Regions from separate parts of the Mus musculus genome. Here region 1 is linked to region 2. The links are chromatin contacts, called in public Hi-C maps. All regions are on one chromosome and are shown on one strand. The core of a region is the stretch at or near the end of the contact, and the rest is flanking DNA. Distances in the headings are between cores, read along the strand shown.

Evidence for each region. A called contact is a pair of places that touch in the nucleus more often than the background predicts.
Region 1: a Hi-C map of CD8 T cells shows a contact between it and region 2, with 2.2 times the contacts expected there. The contact joins the promoter of Runx3 here to the promoter of Tmem50a in region 2. A contact is called at or near these places in 10 of 39 promoter capture datasets (the C10 cell line, the HPC-7 cell line, cranial neural crest and 4 more), 4 of 484 Hi-C or Micro-C datasets (CD4 T cells, CD8 T cells, the MNK3 cell line and 1 more), 15 of 115 datasets of contacts at active chromatin or transcription factors (bone marrow-derived macrophages, craniofacial prominence, effector CD8 T cells and 9 more) and 4 of 9 other capture datasets (adipose tissue, embryonic stem cells, liver and 1 more).

The regions. Positions count from the first base shown.
Region 1 is chr4:135,149,670-135,155,134 of GRCm38.p6, forward strand. It overlaps Runx3 (runt related transcription factor 3), which reads left to right and starts at 2,876. Exons shown (of 5, transcript NM_001369050.1): 1 at 2,876-3,387. The coding sequence starts at 3,103.
Region 2 is chr4:134,911,968-134,918,246 of GRCm38.p6, forward strand. Tmem50a (transmembrane protein 50A) reads right to left here and starts at 2,949. Exons shown (of 7, transcript NM_027935.2): 1 at 2,922-2,949; 2 at 1,124-1,228. The coding sequence starts at 1,216.

The DNA.
Region 1 (5,465 bases), core at 1,626-4,125, 240 kb after region 2:
TGTACAGTTGAGAGGAAGGCTCAGGAATATTCGACACAGGGTCCCTGGACCAGAGGGATGGAGGAAGCAGACTTAAGAACTAACCAGAGATGAGCCAGAAACAAGTGTGCTGAAACCTACCCTTCCCTGTCTCCTGACTTCCAAGGAATGAGACCCACTCAGTCCATTTCCTCAAAGACAGAGGCAACATTGCACAGCCAAGAAGCCTTAGTGGCTTGGAGGGCGGGGGTGTCCTCTCAGGATAAGAGCCTGCTGTAGATGGCCCAGGCTGGTCCAATTTACCCTACAATGGACATACACGTGAGAGAGGAGCTTTGATCTCTGCTTCCTGTCCCCTGTTGGGGACACAGTGAGGTGCTCTTAGAAGAGAGCATTTGAGAGAAGGCAGACTGTTGCCCGACTGTGGGACAGAAAGAAAGACGGAACATATGTACGCACGGTGGGGAAGGGAGAGGGAGCGATGAGTCCTGTTTGGTGGCAGCTCTCCTGGTCTGAAAATTTGACCATACATAAATAGTTCTAGGTTTGTCGGTCCAGAGAAGAAAGAAGGAAACTGGTCTGGTTCTAGACAGGTATAAGGATGAAAGTCTGAGCCTTCTATCCTATCCTCAGAACGGAGCTCAGGAACAGAAGTAGGGAAACAGGGCGGCGCCTTTCTGTTGAAGGGAGACTTCTGCTGGTTGCAGGCCCTTCGGTATCTGGGACTCCAAAGAACCGTATCTCTTTGTGAGAACCCGGGCAGGCAACCCTCGGCCTAACACCACACTATCCATTTACCTGATATGTGACCACTGGTATAAAGAGAAATCAGGCGCGCACTCTCCAGAAAGTAGCTCTTCCCCAACGCTCCGTGGCTTGGAAAACCCGTGCTGCCCGTGCTGCCCCTGCTGCAGGCGCAAGTCTGTGCTCTGAGTCTGGTGGGGGCAACTGAGCAGCCAGCAAGGCGCCAGCGCCAACTAGTGGGCGGTTCACGACACTGCTTCAGCCCGGGCGACCCTTCACCTGCGACCTCAGGCTGCGTACTGAAGGCCAGCACTTCCCCAACCCTTGGATCTGGTGCCCGCGTCTTCCGAGGGTTATAGCTGAGTCCGGGCCCAGGGTCAGATGTTGGGTCATTCCTGTAGCCCCACTTTCCGGAGACCCGGTTATTAATTTGTTGTAAGATCAGAAAGAGAAATCAGGCGGAGGGACTAGTATGGGGCAGATGCAAACTGGAATCACTCAAGAAATCGAATTTATGCATCGCATCGCAGAGGCTGCCAGTCACGGCCCACAATCGCTCGAGGGCAGAATAGACGACTCGGTCTGGGTCCTACCTGGTGACTAGCGGTGCTCCCTTTCCAGGGGAGCCCCCTGAGGGCCCATGCTCAGGGCCAGGCTTCCTAGATCCCCTCTGGTCCAGAGGCTGTTTCCATGGCGGCCCAAGGCCTAGTGATGGTCAACTCCGAATCATAGGTTCTCAAAAAGTTCCAGTAAGGGACCTTCACTGTCCTTGCTTCCCTGGTGGCTTGAGGCGCTGGCATAAGGCCCAGAGAGGGGCAGAATACAATTCTCCTGGCACTCGTTAGACTCAGGACATACCTAGTACCCCGCTGTTGTACACACAGCGCCTGATTTCGTTTTTTGACAAAATGGAGTGTTCTAAGCTGAGGTCAGAGCCAGGATGAGGTCTTGATGCCTCTGTCGCCATCGGATCCTAAATCGTGTCGCTTCTGGGGCTTGTATTGGTAGTTGCAGACAGATTCACTGTCGCTGGCAACGAAAATGCAGTCGAATTTCCAAAGCAGTGAGAGAAACACATGCATTCGTTCGTTGCTGCCGTCCAAGGAGTGCACGGGGTTGGGGAGAGCACAGCCCTCGGTGACCGGTGACCGTGGACTCTCTAGTTGTGTGTCTGTGCCCCCATGCCAGGCTTAGGAGACGGGACGGGAAAGAGTTGTTGTTAGTGAAGTCCAGGAGTTGCTGGGCCACGGAGCATGAGGAACACAGAGACCCCAGGGCCGATTTCCCACAGGGCACCTGACAGCTCTGTAGGCTCAGCGCTTTAGGGCCAAGAAGACTATGGCCCGGCCCTAGGAGGACCCCTTTCCATCCGTGGGGAGAAAGCAGTCTGAGCGTTAAGACTTCTTTCTGCCACAGACCCTCATCCACTTCCACTAGACGGACGGTGGTTGCATGCGTATGGTGTAGCATGGAATGTTCCAAAAAAGCACACTGTTGTAGGCCCCATTGTAGTTTTCAAAGACCCATGAGCTGCCAAGACAGAGGACAACTCCACGAGGCCTGCGCGATCCTGAAATTAGTTTTGAGTGGACAGGAGCCGTGTGGTTGTCCCCACCCCACTGTTGGTCCCTGTGGCAACCCCTATTCTGTCTGCCTCGAAGGTTGACACAGAAGCCACAGAGACGAGAGCCAAGGCCGCGCGGAGCTGTGGACTCCCTCGTGGGGTGGAAGCTCTAGGGTCAAAATCGTTTGTGGAGTGGAGGGAATGAGAAAACCGTCTTGGGTGTCACCGCGGCAACCAGCTGAGGGTGCAGGTTCCGGGCTGCGGTGGCCAGAGCTGAAGCAGCCAGGCTGCGACTCGAGGGAGGGGAAGCGAGCCGCAGCCAGGAGGCTGGAAACCCGATGTCTGCCCAGGTCGCAGCGGCCGCTCCTGACTCCGGGGACCGCGGCTCCCCGCGCGGCTACCGGGACGCGGGTGTCTAGACCCTCTGGGGCGGAGCCTGGCCCCTGCTTGGCTCGCGCGGGCCCGAGCCACCGGGTCCTCCACGGCGAACCCCGAGCCTGGGGGCTGCGATTGGCTGCGCCCCGCGTCGCTCGCACGGCCCCGCCCCGAGGCCCGGGGTACTAACCCCGCGCGGGCGGCCGCGTCGCCGCCACTTGATTCTCTAGGATCCGGGCTGGGGCCGCGGCCGCCGAGTCCGTGGGGCGGCCGCGCGCGCCGGATGCGGGACTAGCGGGCGCGCGGCCGACCGTCGGGGCGCACCCCCTCCCCCGGCGCCGCCCCTCCCCCCACCCCCCACGCTGGCCGGGCCCCGAGCCGCCGCCTTCCCGCCTCCCGCTTCCCGCGGCTGCGGCCGCCCGCGCCCTGACGGCCGCGGCATGCGTATTCCCGTAGACCCGAGCACCAGCCGCCGCTTCACTCCCCCCTCCACGGCCTTCCCCTGCGGCGGCGGCGGCGGCGGCAAGATGGGCGAGAACAGCGGCGCGCTAAGCGCGCAGGCAACCGCGGGCCCCGGCGGCCGCACCCGGCCCGAAGTGCGCTCGATGGTGGACGTGCTGGCCGACCACGCGGGAGAGCTCGTGCGCACCGACAGCCCCAACTTCCTCTGCTCCGTGCTGCCCTCGCACTGGCGCTGCAACAAGACGCTGCCGGTCGCCTTCAAGGTGAGTGCAGGGGCCCGAGCCGGGAGGACACCGGGGAACCTGGGCGCCCCCATTTGCAGGAGCCCATACCGGGGAGGACTTGGGGAGCACCTAGAAGTAGGACATGAAAGGGGATGTCACCCAGCTGGCAAGACACCGGGGTACCCGGGCGCCCCTACTGCAGGATGCCACTCCCGGAAGGACCCCCGCTGGACTCCAGGCGATCCGCAATAAGAGCCCAGACCCCAGAGAACATGGGAGGTACCGTGGTGGAAGAAAAGGGGGTCACCCGGCTAGCAGGACATAGGGGTGCCTGGTCACCCACGCTGCAGGAGCCCAGGCCCGACAGAACATGAGAGGAACCTGGGTGTCCCCGCTGCCCGAGCCCGGGTCCAGAGAGAAATATGGTTACATCAGTCAGGGAAGGTACCAGGAGGACGTCCAGGAGAACTGGGCGTGGGGAGTTCTTCTGCCGTTCCTATTCCAAGAGTCAGAACCCCAGACCTCCCGTTGGGAACGGTACACCGCGGCCTCTCTGCCGGAGGACACGGACACTTGGGGCGCTCCTTCTCGGTGGCACAGACAGCCTGGAGGAGCCATACCCCGTTCCACCTGGCCTTCACGGGGCCCTGCAGAGTATAGTGGCATGGAAACCGGAGGACTGGGGCTCCCAGATTCTTTGGCACAGTCTAACCGGTAACTGGGATGAGGACCGCCGGAGCTGGGCGAGGACCCGGGAGGTGTGGGGCACAGAGGGCGAGGAGGGCCTGGCCTAGCACCGCGCCTCCTGCTCTGCAGCAGAAACACTTCCTTCCCACACTCTCAACCTCAGCGGCTGAAGTGTTGCACAGGGCGACCGTAGGCCGGTTCTAAAGGGCTGCCTCCGGCATAAGTCTGCATCCCGAAAGATAGGCAGAGACTTGGGGAATGCCTCCATCCTGGTAGCCCCAGAGTCGTTCAGAGAATTTATTTTTCAACGATACCAGGGATAGGCAACTGTTTCGTTTCTCTCTCTCTCTCTCTCTCTCTCTCTCTCTCTCTCTCTCTCTCTCTCTCTCTCTCTCTCTCTTGTAAGGGGGGCAGCCAGATGAAACGAAAACGCCTTGGTTTTCCCCTAAACCTCTCACAGCTGCCGTGAGAAAGGACAGAGTAGGAAGGGCCAGCGGCTGGGAGGTAGTGATGCCCGAGGTGGCTGGAAACGCGGCTGCTGGCAGCTGAGGCCCTCCTTGCTCCCATTAAGACTTCAAATTGGAAAGGGGTGGGGGGAAGGCTGGTGACTCTTTGAGGTCTCCCGGGTGACATCTTAAAATACCATTGGGGGAAATCTCCCGGGGAGGAGAGGGAGGAGGGGAGAAGGGGGAGGAGGGGATGAGGGCCGTGTGACTGTAATCGTCAGATCGGAGGTTTTACTGTCACTTGGAGCTTAAAAGGAATCTTTGAAATTAAAAGAAGACAGGATGTTGACAGGAAATCTGGCCTTTTTAATCAGACCCCAAACATTTTCTCCTTGAAATCTTTACCATCTGGATCCCCAGTCCCTGCACACGGCAGCCACGTTTAAATGGCTGTGACTCTGTTTAAAGTCTGGTTCAAAAGGCATCTGCCTCTTGATGCGCCTTGGGTGGGAAGGAGTGGGGGAAGAGATGACATTTAAGGGGCATCTCCACCCACCCATCCAACAGTTCCCAGCAGGTACATGCTCAGTGATCGAAACCACCCTGTCCTCTTACCCCGGGGTTTTCTGGATCAACTTGCAAAAACGCAGTTTGTTTTGCATTTTGCATTTTCTCTGCATAACGAATCCAGGCTCTGTTGAGGCCATTTAACTGGGCCTTGGTCACACTGCAGGGCCAAATTCCGTACCCCTAAGGGCCAGTGCCTTAATTGACTGCAAGGAGTAGCCCGGTTATTAAGGTTGCTGATTCTTTGGCCGAGAACAGTGTCGTCTCCTTTGCCGCCCCACCCTTACCTGTGACCTTGTTGATTGATAGCTCTAGCCTAGACTTAATGTAATAAAAATGGATGCTTTCTTGGAGCTCCCATCAACCACTAGACCCAGGATTTGAGTCTGGAGGCTAGGAGCTCATCACTAGGCTTTG
Region 2 (6,279 bases), core at 1,699-4,198:
AGGAGATCCATCCAACCATCCATCCATCCATCCATCCAAAAAAAAAAAAACCAAAGAGCTTATGATCTTCCTAATGCTTCTCCCTACCAGATTAGGGAGAATATGAACTCTCCTGTCCTGAAAAATGGGAATATCTATCTCGACTGGTTTGGACCTGATTGTCTCGTTAATCCTTTCTTCCTTTTTTTTTTTTTTTTTTTTTTTGTTGTTTTTTTTTGTTGTTTTTCGAGACTGGGTTTCTCTGTATAGCCCTGGCTGTCCTGGAACTCACTTTGTAGACCAAGCTGGCCTCGAACTCAGAAATCTGCCTGTCTCTGCCTCCAGAGTGCTTGGGATTAAAGGCGTGTTCTACCACTGCCTGGCATCTTTCTTCCTTTTTTGAAGACAGGGTCTCACTATCTGCTCTGGCTGTCCTGGAACTCACTGTGTAGACCAGGTTGGCCTCAAACTCACAGAGATCCACCTGCCTTGGCCTCCTGAGAGCTGGGATCGAAGGTACACATCACACCTGGCCTTCTTCAACCCTTTAAGCCTTCTGCGCTTACCAAGTCAAGGAGGCATAACCCATAGAAAAAGTAAGTGCATACAAAATGTTTTATTATGACAACTATTAACACTATTAACAACCTCACAAGTCAAACATCACTGAGTAAAGTAAGTTTGGTGGTTGATTATTTTTTAAAAGGACACATTTGAAAACATTACAGATGGGAGGGGGAGGCAGGGAGGGGGTTGGAGAGATGGCTCAGCAGGTAAGAGCACCAACTGCTCTTCCAAAGGCCTTGAGTTCAAATCCCAGGAACTACATGGTGGCTCACAACCACCCATAATGAGATCTGATGCCCTCTTCTGGTGTGTCTGAAGACAACTCCAGTGTGTTTATTTATAATAATAAATAAATCTTTGGGCCAGGGCGGAGCGAGCAGAGGTCCTAAAATTCAATTCCCAACAACTACATGAAGGCTCACAACCATCTGTACAGCTGCAGTGTACTCGTATACATAAAATAGATAAATAAATCTTTAAAAAAAAAAGAAGAAGAAAAAGAAAACATCACATAACCTAAACCGTCTATACAGCCACAGATAAACACATGGAGAGCTAAGGTGTCACAAGGACTTACTAGAACGCCAGCAGCGATGGAGGCGATCGTGTTCCGCTTCTCCCCCCAGTCCATGCACTCAGAGCACCTCGAGCCTTCTAGAAATCCAGACATCTTTTCAGGTCACTAAACCAAAACCATCACAGTTAAACAAGGTCCTTCGGTTTTCTTGTTTCAAAGCTGGCTGTGTTTCTGCAAAATAACAGCTGGATGATAACCTAACACAAGTTACAGATGCGCTTTATTCCAGCTCTACTGATTTCTTCAGGATGTCTGATGCTGCTTTGGTGGGGAGTGAGGTACTAGGGATGGAGTCTACGTTTAATGTAAAACTTGGTTTTAGCTGGGACTGGGGTGGTGGCTGCCTCAGCCTGCAATCCTAGCATTTGGCGGGCTGAGACAGGAGGACTGGGCTCAGTCAGAGGGCCAGCCAGAGCTACACAGTGAGTTTCAGGCCAGTCTGTCCTAAAAAGACTAAACAAGGGGCTGATGACATGGCTCTGCAGTTAAGAGCACTGACTGCTCTTTCAGAGGTCCCAGCAACCACATGGTGGTTCATAACCATCTATAGGGGGATCTGGCGCCCTCTTCTGGCCTGCGGATGTACAGGCAGCACAGCACTCATAAATAAATACAAATTAAGACAAGAAAACAAAACAAAATCAGGATGGTCTTAGCATATTTACATAATATGAATGAAGGTGATTACCTTAACCTTAAACAAAAATGTACTGTCACAAAAATGACATCTCCTCAAAGATGTCACATTTTATTATTTCAAGTCCACTAGTTCTTTAAGTGAGGGCAATGATGCTTAGCCCTCCACAGCTGCTTTCTAAACCTTAAGCTCCCTACTAAAGGTTCCTATTTGATTTTAATAATAAGGACATGATAGACTTTGGTTTTAAGGTAAAAATGTAAACTTGGATGGAAAATACTTCCTCTAGGAATCTGCACATTTTATCCTACATCTGTGTCTTTCATGCCCAGATTAAGAAGAGAACGGCTCAACTTCGGGCTTTATTTCTATTTCGTTTTTTCTCCACTATTTGTCCCTTCACCAAGCCTGCCTTCGGATGTCATTACTTTGTAAAGGGCACTCATCTTACTATCCCTAACTCTGCTACTGATGCTGTTTGTACATTCCCCACAAAAAAGGGCAGGCCTGAAACGAATTCAGACTTAAATAAAGAACGTGCAGTCAAATTACCACGGTCAGCCGAAATTGTCTTAAATCCCATAAAACCCTCCTCCTTCAAGTTCAGCTGTGCAGACCCAGCCGGAGAAACGTAACTCATCTTAATTTCACAGATAAAACCTGAATTAAATACAACTCGCTCACAGTGAACACCCCAGATCTCACATGACTCCCTAAGGAAGGCGATTTCAGTTTTAGCCGCCTCTAAACAAGCTAAAGGGAAAAACTGATAGACTTTTGTGATGAGTTCGGGTCTGAAAATACACTCGTTTTTATCTAATGATTGGAAAGAAAAGCAACCCACTATGTGTAATTGTCGGTTCCCCCAATGGCCCACCCGAGTCCATTTTTCGTTGCACAATTCTTTGACATTTTCAAAGGCAGACCCGCCCTGCAGACTGGAGGAACAGGGCGCGGTTACGCGTGGGCCGAACCCCGACGCGCCACCGTCGGATGAGCGTGCCCAGCTCCACAGTTCTGGGGAAGAGTCCCCGCCACAGGAAGCGGCCCCGCAGGTCGCGGGATCTCAGCCCCGGCGGCGGCGGCGTCCAGGAGCTGGGGCACGGCCACTGCCGCGAGTTCGAGCCCGGCCCGCTGCTCCGCCCTCCCGTCCGCACTCACGTCCAAGTCCGGAGTTGGGAGTCGCGGCGCGTTTGGTAGCCTCGGTTTACTCCAGTTCTGCAAGAAAACAAAACAGCCACAGGCAATCAGACTCCCGGATGTCGATGTGCCGGTCCGCCCCCGAGTCAGTGCGCATGCGGATCGAGAGCGAAGGGCGGATCCCTGGGGTGCAGCCTATGGGCCACGCCCACCGCGCCGACAAGTCTGTGGGTTACCCGGACTCCCTTGTCACTGTGAGAAATGCTAGAGTGGAGCCTGTCTTCTGGGATGGGACCAAGGAAGGGAGGCAACAGTCCACCTGTACTGTTTGGTTTTGTTGTTGTTGTTACACTTTTTAAAATGTATTCTTCTTGTCATTGTGTAGAGATCAGACAGATCACCCACCCTCCAAGAGTGGTCCTTCTTTTCCTTTCGTCATATGGGTCCCAGGAATCAAACTCAGGTTATTTGACTTAGCAGCAAGTACCTGCTTTACCTGCTGAGCCATTTTTCCGGCCCGATGGTGACTTTAAGAGGGCTGGCATGGCCCTGCTGTCATCTCATGTTCACGTGGGTGGCAGGTAGTCAGGAGCCTGTGGCACAGAAGGTGGTTGGGTGGCTCACTGCCTTGCAGGAGGGATCATCTCTCCGGTCCCCAGCATGAAATCTATGTAGCTTTTGTTGAGAGGGGGAATTAGCTGATTAGTATTTGAAACTATACAATACCCCCTCCACACAACCCCCCTTCCCTCCTCCCCCGCCCCCCCGACTGTGCCTGAACCCAGGGCTCTACCACTCAGTCCAGGTTCTAGACCCATAACCTATTTAACTTTTACATGTTTTACATGATGAGTATTTTGCTTGCATGCACATCTGTGCGCCACTGTGCACTGTGCTGGCAGAGGCCAGAAGAGGTGCCTGGAACTGGAATTACAGCTGTTGTGAGCTACCGTGTGGGTGTAGAGAACTGAACCTGGGTCGTCGAGAGAACAGCCTGCACTCTGAATCATCGCGTCATCTTTCCAGCAACTCCAGGACCTATTTTTAAATGGACACATTTCTTAGCCCTAGAGATTAAAGGTTTATTGTGACTGGCTAAAGACTGGTTAATGTCTCAAGGTCAGGCAGTGCTCCCCCAGCCCTGTGTGTGTGTGTGTGTGTGTGTGTGTGTGTGTGTGAGCGCGCGTGTGTGCACATGTGTGTGCATGTAGGCATTTATTTCTTTAGTTGCTATTCTGGACCTCCCCATGCTAAGTTGACATTCTACCTCTGACCTCTGAGCCATCTCTCCAGGTCTTTTGCTTTTGTTTTTGTTTTTTCCCAACATGGTTTCTCTGTGTAGCCTTAGTTTTCCTGAAATTTGTTCTCTAGGCCAGGCTGGCTGGCCTTGATCTCAGAGATCTGCCTGCCTCTGCTTCTCAAGGGCCAGGATTAAAGGCCCACACTACCACCACCACCACCACCAAACCCAAATGCAGATCTTAATGAAAACTTTTAAATGTCTATTCATATTTTTTAACTGCTCTTAGTAAAGCTTCTACGAAGCTAAGTTCTGCAATGAAATCTTGCTGGAGGTCTGCTGGAGCTATTGGGTCCTGTCTGGGTAGAGCTCAGGGTTGGGTGAAGCTCCTAAGTCAAGATGCAGGACTATTGAAGCCACCGGGGCAGTGGAGGTGAAGGGCAGGCCACGGTCCACAGGGACAAACAGCCAAAGCTCCTTCTTCTTTGCGTTGTCTCTACTTCTTTACTGGCTGTATTAGTTACGTTGCTGTTTTTGTGATAAAATACCTCACTCAAAGCAACTTATAGGAGGTTATTTGGAATATAGTTCTGGAGGGAGGAATCCATCATGGGGCCAGGGATGTGACAGCAGGTGACCGGCACAGTGCTTTGAGCAGGAAGCTAGGGGCTTACATCTTCAACCCCAAGCATGAGGTAGGGCTGGAGACTTGGAATGGGGCAAGGATTTATAATCTCATGTCCTACCCCTAGTCACATACTTCCTTCAGCTGTACCACCTACGCCTCCCCAAACCACGCCGCCATCTGGGAACCAAATATCCAAATATCCAAGACGATGGGGGACATTTTTTATTCTGTTATACAGACCAATCTATATGAGTGGGTTCAGCCCCTGTGCATGGTACTCCATGAGACTATGAAGGAAGCTATCCAAAAGAGACCTGTACTTAGGTCAAACATCCTACAAGCCTGACTGGCAAGTCTGACTGGCAGGTCCAGGGCGAGATTATTCTGGGCTAAATAGCCCTGCTAAATAGCCACTTACTGCCTATCTCTGTTTGACTGGCATTCTTGAGACAAGCAGTTAAAATCCTCTTTGGAATATGCAGACACCACTTTCAGTTCCTCTTGGCTACCCATTGGCTACCCATGTTGTTGAGGTAGGCTGTTAGAATTACCAACCATCTGTGCAGTTCTGCCATGCATCCACCCGTCCCTTTGCCCATCTGGACCATGTCCTGCCCTTCACCTCCTCTGCCCTGTTGGCTTCAATAGTCCTGCATCTTGACTTGGGAGCTCGGCCCCGCCCTGAGCTTCAACAGACCTCCAACAGGGCTTCACTATCTTATTTCCACAGAGGAGTTATCTGCTCTATTATCAGCCTTCTGCTTATCTCTTCTTCTTCTTCTTCCCCCCCCCCCCCCCAGTTTTTTGAGACAGGGGTTTCTCTGTATAGCCCTGGCTGTCCTGGAACTCACTTTGTAGACCAGGATGGCCTCGAACTCAGAAATCTGCCTGCCTCTGCCTCCCGACTGCTGTGCCACCACACTCGGCTCTGCTTATCTCTTCTTCAGTGTCTCTCAAACACCTTAGACTCAGCTATGACCTCTTTAACCCTCTGTGGGCCTTCTGTAACCTACATACAGACATATATAGATTTACTGCATTCTGTGTGTTGTATGACTGAGAGTTATTATTAGCAGTTAAGATTGTTGTAAAGACCAGGCAGTGGTGACCCATGCCCTTTAATTCTGGCACTTGGGAGCTAGAGGCAGGAGGATCTCAGTGAGTTCAAGGCCAGTTTGGTCTATAGAACAAGTTCCAGGACAACCAGAAATACACAAAGAGAAACCCTGTGATAAAAGTAAAGAAAAAAAAAGAGGAGCTGGAGAGATAGCTCAGCAGTTAAAAGTGTTATTGATAAATATGGGCTGGAGAGATGGCTCAGTGGTTAAGAGCACTGACTGCTCTTCCAGAGGTTCTGAGTTCAAATCCCAGCTACTACATGGTGGCTCACAACCATCTGTACTGTGATCCAATGCCCTCTTCTAGTGAGTACTCACATATATGAAACAAACAAACAAACAAACCTTTAAACAAGAAAAAAAGAAAATTGGCATAAAGGAGCCTGCGTGTAG